Regions from separate parts of the Triticum aestivum genome. Here region 2 is linked to region 1. A link is a contact called in public Hi-C data. All regions are on one chromosome and are shown on one strand. The core of a region is the stretch at or near the end of the contact, and the rest is flanking DNA. Distances in the headings are between cores, read along the strand shown. Region 1 has its middle 170 kb from the start of LOC123138125. Region 2 holds the start of LOC123138126 (homeobox-leucine zipper protein HOX16).

Evidence for each region. A called contact is a pair of places that touch in the nucleus more often than the background predicts.
Region 2: a contact with region 1 is called in a Hi-C map of leaf, with 5 times the contacts expected there. The contact joins the promoter of LOC123138126 here to the enhancer-like site in region 1. A contact is called at or near these places in 3 of 5 Hi-C or Micro-C datasets (all in leaf).

Annotation. Positions count from the first base shown.
Region 1 is chr6B:576,173,279-576,175,978 of IWGSC CS RefSeq v2.1, reverse strand. No RefSeq gene overlaps it. Among protein-coding and RNA genes, the nearest start is that of LOC123138125, 170 kb to the right of the region's middle. Within about 2 kb of position 1,303, at least 6 of the 8 cell types and tissues checked have an H3K27ac peak or open chromatin away from gene starts, as enhancers often do. A contact at or near this core is called in leaf, where this site is marked.
Region 2 is chr6B:576,363,532-576,366,231 of IWGSC CS RefSeq v2.1, reverse strand. It overlaps LOC123138126 (homeobox-leucine zipper protein HOX16), which reads left to right and starts at 1,282. Exons shown (of 4, transcript XM_044558032.1): 1 at 1,282-1,891; 2 at 2,019-2,166; 3 at 2,257-2,496; 4 at 2,588-2,700. The coding sequence starts at 2,050.

The DNA of each region.
Region 1 (2,700 bases), core at 54-2,553:
AGTGCCCTCACCAGCAGGAGTAGTTAATTGGCCAAGTCTAACAGGCACATGACAAGAGCATTTCTCCCTAGCGTGGCCTTGATTGATTGGACGCGGGAGCACCTTTTGTCCTGTGCAGCCCCCACTCACAAAGCATAGCCAGGATTCCACCTCTCCTCGACGGCGACGTCGCATGCAGGAAAGATTACAGGTGCTACCAAAGCCGGCGGGGCCCTGGCCGTAATGGCGTGTCAATGTGTGCCATGCACCGGGTCGGTTGTGCTGCTGCTCTATTTGTGTTAATCCGCTCGTCGCTTTGGAAGGAAAAAATCTAGCCTGGGGATCGAGGTTGGCCTCACAGTCGACCCGAAAGCATCTGCCGCGGTCGCGATCGGTCGTGTTCGTGTCGCGTGTAGAAAGGAAGAGAAGGACGGGGAAATGAAATTCATTTCTGACGGCGACTGGAAATATAGCGAGGCGGCAAGCGAAACGTCTGCGGGCTAGGAAAATTCATGCTGCGCGTATCTGAAATTCACACCGGCGAGGAGGGGGACTGGCTATCTAGCGCAGTGTTTTGTGTGCATGAAAATTGAAGCGCGGCCGGGCTGAGACGGACGTCGATTGGTACGGCTATGGTGGGTGATAAGCGATCTCTTGATTGCGTGATGTGCTGTTGGTGTCGTTGTGTGGACGGGGGAGGGGGCAGACGAGACGAGATGTGATGATGAGAGGAGGCGACCGGGGCGGCAAGAGAACAAAAACTTGCTTGCTCTCGCCTGCATCCTCACGCTGTCCAGGTTTCCAAGTCGTAATCCGAGCAGTGCAGTTTTGCCGCTTGCAGCGCCGCGCTCGCTATCCGCCTGCCATGCGGTAGCAACGCAGGCAAGGATCATCATCCCGTGGACGCAAGCGCGCCGGCAGCCGCAGCGGCGCGTCGTGCCGGTGAAAACGTATTCTAGTCTACTGCTAGTGCTCTACCAACAGTGGTAGTTTGGGCTGGTGGTAGGTGCGGTGCGGAGTGACTCGCGAGTGTGTCGTGGTTCGCAGCGAATCGGGTGACGGAAAGGAAGCCGCACCTGGAGCCGGAGCCGGGGCCATGGGGCGGGCGGAGGAACAGGAGCAGATGGCAGTGGCTTGGATCGATCGACTGGACCACCAGCCAGCGAGCAAGCGGCGGGTAGGCAACGGGCGCGTCTTCGACCAGTCCGTCCATCGGCGCTTTCCACCAGGGGCCGATCGATTCTGGCATTCTGCTGCTTCGGCCATGTTCCGTGTCCCCCCATCCGACGCCCGCACGTAGTAGTAGTACGTAGGGACCGTCTGCCCCACGCCCCGGTCCAGCCTCGCATCGCTGGCTCTGGCTGCACCGGACGCCGCAGCCACTGCCCCATGATGCTGATGCCTGACGGGACGGCTTGAGCAGTCCAGCAATATCATGTGGCATCACCCATCCGACTCCCTTCCGAGTTTCGGTGCACGGCTCCGTCCGTCCGATCCTTCACCACCGCACGCGTGGTGCCTAAATTTCGTGTTTTGACCTTTTTTCTAAAAATTGATCGAGATCTGACCTTGTCTTGCAAAAATTTCGAAATCTGCCTCTTTTCTTACCATCAGGGTCCACGGCTGTAGGGTATAACAGTCTACGTCCTTCGCGGTAGGGCTACATACTCTACTGGGAAAATTTTCTAAGTATAAAACATAATGCATGCTCGCACCTACCGTCGGGCACTGGCGGTAGGTTTGTACAGGCCAGTAGCCTAATTGACGGTAGGGATGATTCCTACCGCCAAGGTCCTTGACGGTAGGTTGTTACACCAACGGGAATTTATGATTCACGCCAGCTAAAAAAACAATTTATGATTCACCAACGGGGAGAGAATTTCTCTGAGAAAATATGGGAAGAAAAGAAGAAAAAAACAAGAAGAAACAATCGCGGTAGCCTTGTCTCATTTATTACGAGACCTAGCTCCATCTCGTTTGAAGCGCTTGACTGTGCGCTCGTTTGGGGTGTGGGGCTAGTATACTGGCTTTGTGAAGTTTCTACAAACAAGTTTTAGAACCTTTTGTGCAATTTTTTTGCGTTGCATTTTCTTGTTTTTTTCTATATCGCTTTTCTTCCATTTTCCCTATGTGTTTCTCTTTCAGTTTTCATGGTTTTTTGCCAGTTCTGTTATTCATTTTTTTCTGTTTTTTCTAAAATACCCTTAATGTATTACTTAAATAAAGGTTAAACATTTTTCATTTACAGGTTTAACATTTTTCGTATACACATAGAACAATTTTTGAGTACACATTGAACATCTTTAATAGACATTAATTTTTTCACATAGACATTCAACATTTTTCCAACATATTTTGAATCCACGGTGAATCTTTTTAACACATGTTGAACGTTTTTCGTAAATGCCGTGAACATTTCGTTTAAACATGCAAACCATATTTAAGTGTTAGAACATGTTTTCAGTATTGCAATTTTCTTTTTGAATTTCATATAAAAAATTTAAAAAAAACCTCTAACATTCACTTTTACATTATATAAGCATTTTATAAAAATTTCCCATTTTTTTTGAAACCCGTGAACATTTTTTTAATTTCCCGTGCAGTTTTACTGAATGGTAAGGACTTTTTTTATAAAGTAAAATAATATTTTTTACATTTTATAAACTTCTCATGGAAAATGTCACAAACAATTTTTCGAATGGTAAGATTAATTTTTACATA
Region 2 (2,700 bases), core at 33-2,532, 190 kb before region 1:
AGGCGGTGACCCGGGTTCGAATAAACTATATGTCATGTTAGGATCTAACGAAAAGCTTTAATGAGAAGAGAATCTACATTGACACCACCAAAATTGATTCTACTATATCCATATAGAAGTTAAAGCATGCCAGTCAAATCTTAAAGATATGTAAAAATTTGTTTAAATAACTCAAATGAGAGAGAGAGAGAGGTTTTGTAATTAAGGTACTTATTTGCTAAACATAATTGATAGATAGTCCCAACGATGAAAAAATAGATAGAATGCACAAGGTACAAACCTTAGACTCTAGCGATGGGGTGAATATTGATAATGCTAGACCTATGAACCCGCTACGAACTCCCTACATAAATTTCAAATCTACTCTTCTCGCCCCCCCCCCCTCTGAATTTCAAGGGTGGGCCCCGTCGCTCCTCCCTATCCAATAATACTGATCGACGTTGCTGCTTACGTAAAACACGTAACAAAATTTACGTAGGTCTAGCATTACCCGGGTGAATACGACCTCATGCTGGTATATTCAACATGAATTTGAATTTAACAAATTCAACATATTTATCCCTAATCTTCACCACACGAAAATTTGATTCGTTGCCGTGCTTCTATTGATGAGTGTGGGTGCCCATTTACCTGGCCATGGGCAGCCCGACCCGGGCGGCCCGACCTGACCCAAAAAAGCCCGACCGACCTTGCCCCTGGCCAGGCCTGGGCCCGTCGTATTCGCAATTTAAGGAAGAAGGTCCGGCGGGCTTTTTGCGTGATGGGCCAGGCTTGGGCCTGATTTTTAGACCCGATGGCCGAGCCGAGCTCGGGCCTAGGTTTATTGTGCCGGGCTTTGGTAGGCCGGCCCGGCCCGACAGATGGCCAGGTATAGTGCGCATATACTTGCGTACGCACGAGCGTGTGTCTTTTTATTATCACAAGAATAAACTCAACACATGAGAAAAGAACATGGTTCCAGCCACAAAAGATCTTGATAGCATAGAGAGCCATCTCCAACCTCCATACTATGTAAGGTCATTTCCAGAAGGGAAAAAGAGCACACTGTAAGTTCTAGGTTTGACAAGAAAAGAGGAAACACCTTGTAATTCCTATAACTAGGAGTACATTTTTTACCTTTGAGAGCAAAAGATCACATCAGAATATCAAGATCAGACACCCGGCGTCCAGCTCCCGTTGGTTCCGTCTCGATCCTCCGCCAATTCGTCCCACCCACCGCTGCCACCAAGGGACAAACTCGTCAATCAACACCGCCCTGGCGCCTATAAGAAGGCTCCTCCCCATTTCTTCAAACTTTAGCCGATCAGTGTCCTCCACAAGAAAAAAATATACTATAAGCAATAGAAAATTGGTTGTCCCTCGTTAAGAAAATCAAGAAAAAGATTTCCATTTCTTCTTGAGCTCCCTTCCACCACCAACCTCTCCTCCGGCCGGCCGAATTGTCCCGCTCTGGTTTGCGTCTTCTCCGGCGAGGAAGTAGCTAGGCCTCCCACTCCTCCTGTGAGTGGTCTCCTCCCCGCAGGCCTGAGGAGATCTCTCGGGACCTCGGGACTGGGGCGTGTATGATGGGGATTTCGCTTATGCCGATGAAGACGCCCACGCGGCTTCTGTGGAGCACCAGCTTCTTCCGCCACAAGCTCGCCGCCATGATCGCCTCCTCGTCCTGCTTCTTATAAGAGCCCCTCCGCCGCGCAGCAGCTGTATATATACGTCTTTTTCATTTGATTTCGCCCCCCGTTCGATCGACAACCAACGCAACTTCTTGAAGCTTTCTCTGCGATGGAGCCCGGCCGGCTCATCTTCAACACGTCGGGCTCCGGCAACGGACAGATGCTCTTCATGGACTGTGGCGCGGGCGGTATCGCCGGCGCGGCCGGCATGTTCCATCGAGGTATCATATTCTCATCCCCTACTAGTTTTCTCGATCCCGGTTGTTTGGTTCGTTAGGCAAGTAGGAGTAGCTTTTGTGTGGAGACTGGAGAGTGATTGGTGTACTGATTGGGGTTGCCATGTTTGAGTGATGAAGGGGTGAGACCGGTCCTCGGCGGCATGGAAGAAGGGCGCGGCGTGAAGCGGCCCTTCTTCACCTCGCCGGATGACATGCTCGAGGAGGAGTACTACGACGAGCAGCTCCCGGAGAAGAAGCGGCGCCTCACCCCGGAGCAGGTGACAATTCGTTGCTACAGTAGCGAAGATGATGCTCTGTTCATCCGAATTAATTCTGACGGTGCATGCGCGCCACGCGTACGTGTGTAGGTCCACCTGCTGGAGAGGAGCTTCGAGGAGGAGAACAAGCTGGAGCCGGAGAGGAAGACGGAGCTGGCCCGCAAGCTCGGCCTGCAGCCACGCCAGGTGGCCGTCTGGTTCCAGAACCGCCGCGCCCGGTGGAAGACAAAGACGCTGGAGCGCGACTTCGACCGCCTCAAGGCGTCCTTCGACGCCCTCCGCGCCGACCACGACGCCCTCCTCCAGGACAACCACCGGCTCCGGTCACAGGTAATCAAAGTCAACCACACTTCACCACCGGCCGGGCACCGTGGCTTCCGCTGCTGAGTTTGATTTGGGAGATCCATCTTTGTGGCGTCAGGTGGTAACGTTGACCGAGAAGATGCAAGATAAGGAGGCGCCGGAAGGCAGCTTCGGTGCAGCCGTCGACGCCTCGGAGCCGGAGCAGGCGGCGGCGGAGGCGGAGGCGAAGAC